Regions from separate parts of the Mus musculus genome. Here regions 1 and 2 are each linked to region 3. A link is a contact called in public HiChIP or PLAC-seq and Micro-C data. All regions are on one chromosome and are shown on one strand. Each heading gives the region's core, a stretch centred on a gene start, on an enhancer-like site or on the middle of the called end of the contact. The rest is flanking DNA. Distances are from core to core; before and after follow the strand shown.

Evidence for each region. Hi-C and Micro-C count contacts between places; a contact is called where the count stands out from the background. HiChIP or PLAC-seq counts read pairs in DNA pulled down with a chosen protein or histone mark.
Region 1: an H3K4me3 HiChIP or PLAC-seq map of bone marrow-derived macrophages shows a contact between it and region 3, with 2.8 times the contacts expected there. The contact joins the promoter of Pdik1l here to the promoter of Nr0b2 in region 3. A contact is called at or near these places in 3 of 39 promoter capture datasets (the C10 cell line, hippocampal neurons and pre-B cells), 1 of 484 Hi-C or Micro-C datasets (B cells) and 3 of 115 datasets of contacts at active chromatin or transcription factors (bone marrow-derived macrophages, large pre-B cells and pro-B cells).
Region 2: a contact with region 3 is called in a Micro-C map of embryonic stem cells, with 3 times the contacts expected there. The contact joins the promoter of Extl1 here to the promoter of Nr0b2 in region 3. A contact is called at or near these places in 2 of 39 promoter capture datasets (hematopoietic stem and progenitor cells and liver) and 1 of 484 Hi-C or Micro-C datasets (embryonic stem cells).

Annotation. Positions count from the first base shown.
Region 1 is chr4:134,285,898-134,290,012 of GRCm38.p6, reverse strand. It overlaps Pdik1l (PDLIM1 interacting kinase 1 like), which reads left to right and starts at 2,760. Exons shown (of 3, transcript NM_001163794.1): 1 at 2,760-2,852.
Region 2 is chr4:134,370,969-134,375,175 of GRCm38.p6, reverse strand. It overlaps Extl1 (exostosin-like glycosyltransferase 1), which reads left to right and starts at 2,629. Exons shown (of 11, transcript NM_019578.2): 1 at 2,629-4,207. The coding sequence starts at 3,458.
Region 3 is chr4:133,551,100-133,554,986 of GRCm38.p6, reverse strand. It overlaps Nr0b2 (nuclear receptor subfamily 0, group B, member 2), which reads right to left and starts at 1,611. Exons shown (of 2, transcript NM_011850.3): 1 at 1,022-1,611. The coding sequence starts at 1,562.

The DNA.
Region 1 (4,115 bases), core at 1,511-4,010, 730 kb before region 3:
TCTGTAAACCCACTCTCATCCTCTGAGTGTGGGGAGTCAGAGGTGAACGGATCAACAGATCTACGTTGGGCTGGTGTGATGGCTCAGCAAGGTAGAGGCACTGGATATACCCAAGCCTGGTGACCAGAGCTCAGCCCCTGGAATCCCTGTCTTAGTTAGGGTTCCATTGCTGTGAAGACACCCTGACCAAGGCAACTCTTACAGAGGCAAACATTTCATTGGGGCTGGCTTACAGATTCAGAGGTTTAGCCCACTGTCATCATAGCAGGAAGCATGCCAGCATCCAGGCAGATATGGTGATGGAGAAGAAGCTGAGAGTTCTGCATCCTGATTCGGAGGCAACCAGGAGAGATTGACATGCTCAGGCAGCTAGGAGGAGGCTCTCTGCAATGGGTGCAGGCTGAGCCTAAGAGACCTCCACAGCACACCCCCACCGTGACACACTCCCTCCAACAAGGCCAAGCCTTGGAACAGTACGACTCCCTAGGGGCCAAAGATATTCAAGCAACCACATCCCCCAAAGGTAGAAGGTGAAAATGAACTCCACTAAGTTGTCCTCTGACATACATCATACAAACATAAATCCATAATTTTATATTTAAGGTTGCTCAGGTGTGGTAGTATATACATTTAATCCCAGCAACACTCAGGAGGCAGAGGCATCTCTGAGTTCAAGGCCAGCTTGGTCTACAGAGACAGTTTCAGGCCAGCCAGGGCTATAAAGTGAGACCCTGCCTCAAAGGCAAAAGAACTGTAGAATGTAAAGTAATTCTTTTATTGGACGGATAGGCTTTTTAAAAGTTTAAAATATAAGCAACTAACTTTGTTAGTCACATAGAAGATGATGGCACACCGTAAAACACTAGTCTTGTTAGCTTCAGCTGTCAACTTGCCAGCTTAGCTATTTGAGGAAGTGTCCAGTGGGGGATAGCCTCTATCAGACTGGCCTGTAAGCACATCTGTGAGGGGGTTTGTTGATTGCCCAATGTGGGCAGTGCTATTTCTAGGCAGGCCAGCCTAAACTGTTTAGAAATGTAGTTGAGCCATGACCCTGGAGCAAGCCAGTAAGGAGCCTCCCCCACCCCCCACAGTTCCTTCCCTAGTTCCCTCCCTGACTTCCCTCAGTGATGGATGAATTCCCAGTGACCCTAACCCTGAAGGTTTAAGTCAAACAAACCTTTTCCTCCCCTAAGGTATTTTTGGTCAGCAATTTTTCTTTTTAATCACAGCAACAGGAAAGCAGCTAGAACAGGTACGTCCCTTGACGATCCCGTGACATTTTATGACCACAATAAACAAAAAGACTACTCTCATGAAGAGATCTCTTCCTAGTCCATCCTGTTTAACACTGGTAGCCGGCGTCTACTGAGCTTTCCTATTTCCCCCTACTTTCCAGGGCAGGAAGCAAGTCTTGACTGACTCAGTATTCCCAGAAAACGTGAGCACCAATAGGAGGATGGCCCTCAGGACAAACTCTGAATAGATTGCTGGGCTTTTATTAGGAGGGGCTGGAGGACGTTACACTAGGGTGCGAGTGGGTGTTCTAGGAAGACAACTTTTGGTCAATGTGGCAGGTGTTGGTTTCCTCGCCTATGAAAGCAGCAGGGTCAGTAGTAAGGTCTTTACTTTTGGAATATGGTTCAGATTATATAGAAAGTTGCCCAGACCCCAAATATTAGTTTCATAAGCAGATGACAAAGGATGATCCTGGAGGCACTGAGATGCTTAGGGGGCAATGAAGGCAGGATCAACCTTACTAACAAGCAGTAGGTACAGAATAATAAAGAAAAGAATGGGCGTTTCTGGCAGATGCTTACTCAATCTGTGTAACTAACGACGGGCCGGCCAGTTGGTCCTGGTTTCCAAGTGACTGTCACCCCGATCTCAGGGCAACTCAGGGTTATGACTGACAACTGCTGGGGGCATTTGAAAGGTTTTGTGCACGTATTTGAAGAACTCCGGGGGACTGCAGTCCTAGGAGACCTGTTTTGTGTCCGTACACCCGCCTAAAATGGGTCCCAACTCCGGTTCAGGCCAGCTAGGCTGCGCGCCGCAGCCAGGTAGGCCACACCCTCTCTCTCACCCAGCAGGACGCCCCGATCCTCAAGGCCGGGAACAATGAGGTTCCGGCTTCTTTAAGGGAGATACCACCGCGCCGGTGGGGCAGGGGACAGCATCCTCCCAGATGATCGCACCCAGGCCCGCGTCGCTGCCTGGGCCATTGTGCCACCCGCAAACACAGCTCGGTGCCTCGGAACGTAGGTGCAGCCAGCCTCCCAGCACTGGCCGCGCCTCCCCACGGACCCGCCGCCCAGTCCCGCCACCAGCGAGGAAGATGCACCGGGCATCCGGCCCCAGCGAACCGCGCGCTCCAGCCCGCCGCTCGGTAGGTCTGAAGAGGGCGGGCAGCGTAGCCCGCCACGGGGCACGAGCACCGCCGGCTCGGGCCAGCGGCCGCAGCTTCTCTGGGGTCCCGGGACGCGCCCCCCGCTGCGGCTGAGGGCGACCGTCCCCTGCCGCCACCCCTGCAGGGCAGCATTGGTCCGCTCTGCAGCGCGCACACCGCTGGAAACGCTCGGCTGTGCGCCGCGCCAGGGCAGCGACGGAGCGCAATGGCCAGAGCCCGCGGAGGAGAGGCGGGCGCTCGCCCGGCAGCAGGCGGCGCTCGGCTTGCGCACGCGCGCTACGGCAAGCCGGAGGGGGCGGGGCCCGGCGTGAGGGGGTGTGTCCGCGCACCACGGGGGCGCGCGCCGGCTTCTGACTGGAGGCCGCCGCGGCCGAGGGCGCGAGCTGCGCGATAATGGCGGCCTGCAGAGCTCATGAGAGGGAGAAGCGGCGGCGGCTGCCCTGAGGTAAACCTGGCCCTTCGCCGTGCCACGGATGCCCCGCAGTCAGAACCGGTCTCCCTGCATGTGTCTCTGTCCCCAGCAGGCCTGTCACGGACCTCTCAGTGGAGTCATCCCCGGGAAGGCCCGGTGCTGCGCCGGCCACCGGCCGGGGACTGCGGCCTCCGTTCCCGCCCGGGCCACTCCCGGAGTCCGGTCCCCTAGGCTGCAGCCGCCAGGAGTTGAAGCGACTGCGAGGCCCGCTCAGGGGCCACGGGAGGGTCCCTCGGGGTTTCCAGGGACGGCCGCCCGGAGTGAGCTTGCTGCTTGGCCAGTGAGCGCGCCTCGGCGACAGAGCGAGCACCGCTGGCCTTACTTGTCCCCGTCCCCGGCACCAGCAGGTGCATGTCCAAGCCGCCGGTGCCCAGCCCCGGAGGGAGAATGGCAGGCAGGCAGGCAGGAGGGTCCGGGACGTGCCATCGTAAGGCGCTCGGGTTCTCGAAGGATGCTTCAGCAGGGCGTCTCTCCAGCCAGGACCCCAAGGATTTGATAGACACCGTCCTTTCTTATGCAAGGAAGGCGTTCTTCCTTGGGGGGGGGGACCTCTGGCAAGTGGGAGAGGACAGGGGACCGCTGCAGAGAAAAGAGTCACTTGGAAGTGCCTAGTAACCGGGAATCAGCACAGAGCAGGACAGAATGGCCCGCCCGGTGACAGGAAACCTGACATTGGGGAATCCAGGAAGAAATTGAAGGGTAGGCGACCAATACAAGGAAGTAACTCAGGGCAAACCTCAGGAACAGTCATTTTCTTTTAAATCTGGCCAATGAACTTAAAGTAGTCGTTCCGGGAGTCTCCGGTTCCCGGGGCAGTCACTTTGTTTACCTGGTTGTGCAATGTAAATACAATCTTACTCTTCCTGGCCGGCGAAGACAGTGACAGTGAGTGAGGGAGCGTACTGCAGACTCTCCACTCAAAAGAACATTTCTCTGTGGGGCCTGTGCTCCAGCTTGCCTTTAAATGATTTCTCAAGGTACAGCGCCAAAGGACTTTGTCAGAGGATTCCCTGTGATGTATAGGATGCTCCCCCTTTGGCCAGAAAAGACCTAGAATTAAATAACTATGCTAAACAACGATAAAAAGGTAGTTGACTTACTTCATTTTGAGGGAACAGCTCTGCAAAAACTTTATTTGTGCCCATTTTGTAAGAAACAAATAACTAAGCATGCTGGTGCAGGTCTATAACCCTAGTTTTTGGAAGGTGGAAGCAGGAGATTAGGGTCATTCCCTGC
Region 2 (4,207 bases), core at 1,380-3,879, 820 kb before region 3:
CACTGGAGTCTGTGTGTTGCTGGGAAAACAGGTCACAGGTCCACTCTCCTGCCCCTGCCCCCTGTGTCCCTTGCTGCCCCTGTGCTTGGAGCAATTTTCCCCTAGAAGCTCCGAGGGGCGCTTGATAGCAAGGCTACCTCAGGCCCCTGACGCCACCTTTCTTACTCTTCCCTGACACTACGGAAGATTTTCATTTCTGTCTTATGTTTCCTTCTGGGAGAGAAGCCTCCATTTTCAGTGAAGATGCTATCACTACCTGCTCCCCTCGGGGCCTGCCTGGCCCATGGGATAACGCTCACTAAATAATTGTGGAATGAGGGAGAAGGTGACCACTTCTTACTTCCTCATAGGGAGGGTGATTTTTCTCAAAAACGTATTTGGAAGCTGGGAGGATGGCTCAGTTGGTAGGGTGTAACGTGCACGCACGAGGCCCCGGGTTAGGTGTGACACCACATAAACCCAGGCTTGGTGGTGCCTGCCTACAATCACAGCATTGAGGAGGTCAAGACAAGGGGAGCAGACATTCAAGAGATTTCTTGACTACATAGCTAGTTCAAGGCCAGCAAACCAAACAAAAATGTAGCCAGGAGGCAGCTCAGTAGGGGAGCAGTTACCCAGCTTGGGGAAGTAGGAAGGTTCCATCCCAGTGCAGGCAAACCCCAAACAATGTTGCTTCCTTTCCAGTCCTAAGGTCAAGGTCACCCTCAGAGGCCTTCTCGGCCCCTGGGTTCAGCAGCCCCACTGTGTGCTGTCAGGTTCCCCCATCCATAGGCTCTCTAACAACAGGGGTAGAGGAGAGGGCCCATCTCACTCTGCACATTGCCTGTTTAGTGGTTAAAGGTATGGATGGTAGGCTGGAAGAATGGCTCAGAGCTCTTTTTTTTTTTTATACAGTGAACCCAGGTTTGGTTCCTAGAACCCACATGGCAGCTCGCAATTATCTCTAACTTCAGTTCCAGTGAATCTGATGCCCTCTTCTGGCCCCCCTAGGCACAGGGCATGCATACTGTAATACTGTAGACAGGCATGCACAGGCACACACACACACACACACACACACACACACACACACACACACACACACACAGAGGCAAACACTCATACACACCAAATAAAAATAAATATGTTTTTAAAATGAATGGCCAGGTATGGTAACATATACCTTTAATCCTAGCACAGGGGACACAGAGACACGCAAGATCAAGGCTAGCCTGGTTTATATAGTGTGTTCTTGGCTACATAGAGAAACACTGCCTCAGAATAAAAGAGAAGATGTATAGATAGATGGCTTAGGACCTGGCTAAGCCATGGGAATACAGGCAAAGTTACTCAAGTTCCCTGAGCCTCAACTTTCTCTTCTGTAAAATGGGAATGATAGTAATATCTCCTTTATAGTCATTTCCAGCGTGCTCAGGACATAGTCACCTACACTATTACTCTTATTCAGCATGGCACTTCCAGTGCCTCCCTGGGAACCTGGTCCAAGTTAGGATGCGAAGGATCTCTTAGATGATTGAACATGGATGTGGCCAGAGCAAGCTTGAGCCCCTGAAGGAGGGTCCTGGCTCTGACTCAGGAGTCTCAGCCGCTTCCTAGAGGAAGGGAACCTTCTGCCAATTCCAAGCCTGGTGGGATGGCAACAGCGCATGCCCACACCTGTCTCCTGCGTGAGAAAGCCTGCGGTTTGCCTGAGCAGCTGTCTATCACGGAGCGACCTACCTCTTACTGCAAGAGGCCAGATTCTTCTTGATCCCATTTTGAGGATGTTCCTGGGCACCTCACTGTGCCCTGCCCTCAGGCTGCTCACCAAGGAGGAGAGGCCAGCGGAAGGATACTTCCTTGTTGAAGGACACCCCACCAAGTGCTCTTGTAGGACCTACAATAGCAACCCTCCAAGGGAATGATGTTAATCCATTTTAAAGATGCAGGTAGACACTGCCCAGCTCCATTCAGTGGCCGAGGGGACAAGAAGAGGCCCCATCAGGCCAGGCTCTGAGTTCAAATCTTCACCTGGACACATCAAAGCTGGGTCACCTTAAGAAAGGCAATCCCTGCTCTGCGCTTCATTTTTCTCAATAGTAAAAAAGACAAAAGAGCTGGTGATGTAATTCAGTGATAGAATACTTGTCTAGTGTGCACAAAGCCTTGGGTTCTACTCCCAGTACCACAACATCAATTCTAAAAATAGACAATGATAATCGTAATAAAAGGGGGGGGGAAAGGCAGATAAACATCTACTTTGGATCACTGGTAAAGACCTTGGAGAGAAGCAAACTGTCAATCCACAGCCACCAGTGAGGTATGGTGCCCTCCTGACCATTATTAATCTTCCAGAGCCAGGCGTGATGGCAGGTAGCTGGCATTCGAGCACTCCGAGGTGAAGACAGATTGATCAGGGACTCAAAGTCCTTGGTTGCAAGGTGGGTTTGAAACCAACCGGGGCTACAGGAACATCCCCACCCCCCTCGTCTCAAAAAAAAAAAAAAAGGAAAAAGAAACGAAACGGTACCCCAGCGAAAGAGGTTGCAAGGGGTTAAGTGGAAACCCTGCCTCCTAGCCAGGAGCCAATCAGAGCTGGCGGGGGTGTGGCCAGGCTGCTGCTGCTGCGAAAGAGAGCTGGACCGACTTGATACCTTCTGGAGTGGGACCTGGAGCTGCCGGCTGGACCTGTGGGGCAGGAACAGGAATTTGGAGCGTAGGTCTTGCCCTCTGCCCTGTGACAGCTCCTAGCCGGAGGGTGCAGAGCAGCTGCCTGGGTTAGGGGCCATAGCCGAGGGGAAGAAGACCACACTCCGAACCTTCTCATTCCCCAGGCGGCGGGCATGGGATGCACTCCGGCTCCAACTTCAGCTGGCTCTGGTGGCCCACATGGACACAAGGTCTATTTATAGTTCTGCCACAGAAGGCCAGCCACCAAACACAGGGGTAGCCAGGGTTTTTTTCAAGAGCTTTTGGGGCAGAGGGAAGAGTGGGAGAGGACAGTCCTGCCTCCTTCTACATCATCCTTGGCCACCCCCTCCCGATACCCACTCCCCATGAACCCAGACAGTTCTCCATAGATAGCCTGCCCTTGGGTCAAGGGTAAGATCAGGGGTGCAGTCCTGAGCGCAAATGGACACGATCTTGTGGTCTGGACAAGGGTTGCATCAGCCCGAGCAGTGGCCCAGGGCAGAGGTCCCGATGAGAGGGCAAAGGGTGGCAAGGTTGTGTGAAGGTAGAGAAAGCAGTCGGAGAGTGGGAATGCAAATTTAGAAAGCCAGAGCCTCCTTGGACTTCCCACGAGGGGTCAATCCCACAGGTGGCCAATGGTTAGTCGAACTTAGCTAGGGGACCTGCCTTCAATGGTGAGAGCGCTGGACCAGAAGGCTGATTTCCAGCTCCCTCCTGCCTGGGGTCGCCTCCTCCACTTGCTACAGAAATTCCTCACTTCCTTCTAGTCCTAGCTGTTGGTGGCCACATGCTGTGGAGAAGAAAGTCCTTCTGGCTGGCGTTGTCAGCCTTCTGGCTCCTCCTCGTCCTCCTAGGAGTCTTCCCCCTTCGCCTGGCAGTGTTGCCCGGTCCTCTTCCAGGGCGCTCCCAAGGCTGGCCCCGCTGGCTGGATGCTGCCTTCTTACAGAGTTTCTCCCAGTCTGAGACGAACCCAGAAGATGTCGCACAGCTCCCTCGGGTCTCTCGGGGAAGCAGCTGCACCTGGGGAGCCTGCTTTGACACCTCCAAGTGTAGGGGAAAGGTCCTCAAGATCTTTGTGCACTCCCCGGCTGGTCCGACCTCTGAGGCTCAGCGCAGGATCCTGGATTCCTTGGAAGGCTCCCGCTACTCTGCACTCAGCCCAGCAGACGCTTGCCTTCTCCTTTTTCTCCCCAGCCAGGATCGTAGAGGAGCCTGCGGGCCCCTGCCTCCGAACTGGAACGGAGGCCGGAACCATCTGGTGTTGAGTCTCTACCCAGCCCCTTGCACCAGGCTGGGACAGGCGATGGTAGCTGAGGCCAGCCCCTCCTCGGACATCTTCCGACCGGGCTTCGATTTAGCGCTCCCGTATCTCCCCGAAGCTCACCCATTGCGAGGTGGGGCTCCCGGCAAGCTGCAGCAGCACAGTCCCCAACCTGGGGCCACCTTACTGGCGGTAGCAGAGGAGAAAGGCAGGTGGCGTATCACAAGCACCCACGCCTCAGCCTGCCTCTGGGACAGGCACTGTGAGCAAGACCCT
Region 3 (3,887 bases), core at 362-2,861:
GCTGGAATTAAAGGTATGTGTTATCATCACTTGGCTAAATAAATCTTAAAACCAAAAACCAAGCCAAACTAAAATAAAACAAAGCAAAAACTCAGACAAAACAAAACAAAAAACAACCAAGCAACCAACAAACAAAACCAGCACCAAGCTGCCTGGGTTTGAACGTCGGGGCTGCCCCTTATTAGCTGAGTGACCTTGGATATGCAGTTTAATCTTTCTGAGTGACCTTTGTTAAATGAGTACTTTAATCTTTGTGCTTCCGTTTCTTCATCTGTCCAGTGGGGCTAATGACAGCGCCTGTTACCCACACTTGTTATGAGGTTTAACCAAACTGATATTTTAAAAAGCCCTTTGAGTGAGTCCTACCATATGGTGAATGCAACGGGGCTATGGGACTGCTACTGCTATGTGACATGTTTTAACTATCAAGGCCTGTCTCTTGTCTTCCTCAAAGCTATGAGGACTATTCTCCCATCCCAGGCCAACTTGGTCTATATAGTGAGTTCTAGGCTACCCAGAGCGACATGGTGAGACTCTCTCTCAGTTCTCCCCATCACTCCACCTCTCTTCTCCTGGCTTGACTTCACAAGGAGTGCCCCACTCCCAAACCCTCTTTCTCCTTCTGAGTGGCCTCTCTGAACCCTTTAGAGCCTCACTATGTAGCCTGACCCTGAAGATATGGCTATCATGCAGCTGTGTCTGCTGCCACCCCCTCTGGCACCCTCTCTACCCACCCACTCTCCCTAAGATTCAAGCCACATTTCTCAGGCACGGTGGCAAAGAGCAGTCTCTGCACTAGCTTGGCCTGCCTTCTGCCTTCCCAGCCCTCCTCTGCCTCTGCCTTGCTATGTGGCCTTCGGATAGTTGCTTAACCTCTTTGTGCCTCTCCTATGAGCCATCTATTTGAGGCTCACAAGGACCCAATGATACAATGGGTGTCAAGCCCCAAGAAAGCACTTTCCTTGGATGGGCCCCATCCCCTCCCACCTTGACCACCATCCAGGAGTGTCTGGAAGCTCACCTGGGTTGAAGAGGATCGTGCCCTTCAGGTACGCATACTCCTTGGGACCCAGCTCAAGGCTCCAGAAAGACTCCAGGCAGCGCTGCAGCCACTGAACTGCAGCCAGTGAGGGTTGTGGCCGGTCTGATGGCTGGGCACCCTGGGTACCGCTGCTGGCTTCCTCTAGCAGGATCTTCTTAAGTATACTGGGCACCGGAGCCTCAGCCACCTCGAAGGTCACAGCATCCTGGGCCAACCCCAGCAGGAAGAGAGGGCCCCAGCAGCACTCTAGCAGCCGCCGCTGATCCTCATGGGGCAGGTGGCAGAAGGACGGCAGGTTCCTGAGGAAGGCTACTGTCTTGGCTAGGACATCCAAGGCCTCCCTGCAGGTGCGGTGCGGAGCACACAGACGCACAGGCCGCTGCTGCTGGCACAGGCAGTGGCTGTGAGATGCAGGTGCAACGGGCCTGGTCCTGGGGCTGGGGCTCAGAAGTGCATACAGAATAGTCGGACGACCTGCAGAGCCCTGGCATGGGCAGACCCCTGACTGGCCGGAGCTCATGGTTAGTATCTTGTTCCTGTTTCTTCCCAGCTATCTGGCCCTCTCTCTCTCTCTCTCTACTGTGAGTGCTATTTATATCCTTGATGGGCGGGAAGGGGACTGGCCAAACAACCTTGACTCCAGAAGTCATGTTCATTGAAAGGAAAAAAAAAAAAAAAACCATACACACACACAATGCATACACGCTGACCCTGGCAGGACTGATGGGGAAGTGGTGGGGGAGGGGCACTGGAAGCTCCACGTGGCCTTGCTATCACTTTAGTCAATGAAGTGGCCATTGCAGGGCACAGGGCCACCTGCCCACTGCCTGGATGCCCTTTATCGGATGACTCAAGTGCATAAACAGGGTCATTAACCCAGGCTGTACCAGGGCACCAAGGTCTCAGGCGCTCAACCAGCCAGTGCCTGGGACTGCTGTTTCTATTGATGCCCATTTCCATGCACATAAGACCAGGGTTCTCACTGAGCCAAGGAGCCAGCCAGGAAGCTGGCTAAAGCCTTGAATACATGACCCAGCCTGGAAGTGGCTTATCGCTGCTGTGTTTGCCTAACCTTGGGGCTCTCTACTGTTGTTGGTAAGGAACGGGCCACAGGGAAGGGAGCCAGGTCCCTGGGGGACTTTGCTCACTGTACAGTCTCGGAGGCCGCCCTTCTGGGACTCCAATCCAGGGGCCTCTGTGGGAGGAAGATCATTCAGAGCCCCTTCCCCCAAGTCAGCATTCCTATAGCGTCAGAGAGGCTGGGTCTGCCCTTGCAAAACCGTGGGAATACATGGTCGACATTTACTAAGGACCCTGCTTTGTTGTGGGTCCCTTTCCATTGTAACCCTGAAGACTTTCCAATGAGACTACATTCTTACTCTGTGACACTCCAAGAAGTGAAGTGACCTACTCAAAGTCACTCCAACGGGAAGGGATGGAGCACAGGTGTGTCGGACCTCAAAGTAATCTTTGTTTGTCCCCTTGGATCAATTCTGCAGCCAAAGTGTGAGTTTCTCAGAACTGGTGGCTAACAGGCACCCCGCCCCCCCCCCAACCTGGTCTGCAAGTATGGCCCACCTACAGTATGGGTAGAACCACATCTCTGCTAGCACATGGCTCCTCTGTCCTGGACATTTGTCTCTAGTGGTCAGAGGTAAGGGACAAAGGACATGGGAGGGCCTCAGTTGTGTCTGGTTCCTGACCTTGGCTAGCCTTGCCTAGCAGGCTCCCTGTTGCCACAGTCTTGGGCAACCTGGTGCTGTGGATAAAGAGGTCTGGCATCCTCTGCCCTGGCACCTGGTTTAGGCTCCATGCTTCCCAGTTCTAGTGTGTGACTGTCAGCTTGTCTCCAGTGGTCAGGGAGCCTTTATCTCTCTCCCTTTTTTAAAAATTTTTTTTTCCAGCCAGGGTTTCTCTGGGTAGCTCTGGCTGTCCTAAGAAATTGCTCTGTAGATCAGGTTGGCTTCAAATGCCTGCTTCTGCCTCCCTAGTACTTGAGTTAAAGGCTTGTGCCAATCCCCACCACCCAGCTGAGTCTCAGCTGAGACTGTAAGGTCTTCCTGTGGTGCTGATGTGAGGATAGAGCAAAGCCCTGCAGAGACTATGAGACTGGCACCTGACTGTCTTCATCCCCAATGACAAGCAGGCACACTGCTTTCACTATAGCATATACCCTCAGCCCAGGCCTCTGCTGGAAGAGAGCAGACGGTCCCTGATGGAAAGGAGCAGTCACGGTGAGAGAACAAACAGAGCTCACGGACTGATGGGGCTCAGTGGGCTGCTTGCACCTTGTCCTGAGAACTGGCACAGGAAGGATGATGCTTTTTGCTCTTCCTCTCATCATTGCTTGTTTTGTTTGTAATGTCGCGCTTGTAGCCCAGGCTAGCCTTACATTTGCACTGCAATGTCTCAACCTCCCAAGTGCTAGGGTTGCAAGTCTGAGATATCCCACCTGCTCGCTGGGTGGCTGCTGCTGCTTTTAATTTATTGAATATGATGACCAAATGCAAAAATAAAAGGGTTTTGTGTGTGTGTGTGTGTGTGTGTGTGTGTGTGTGTGTGTGTATGAAATGAAGTTAGTTCTCCCCTCCACATTTCTGTGGGCTCCAGGGATCAAACTTGGGCAGCCAGGCTTGTCCAGGAGAAATGCCTTTGTCTGTTGACCCACCTCTCTCTCTCTCTCTCTCTCTCTCTCTCTCTGTCTCTCTCATTTTTTTTTTTTACAAAGTTTGGGTTTTGAGTTGGGGGTTTCAAGTATTCCAGCTTCTCCTTGAAAATGCTATGTAGCCAAGGCAAACCTTTAAATCTTGGATCCTGCTGCCTTCTCCTCCTGGGTACTGAGATA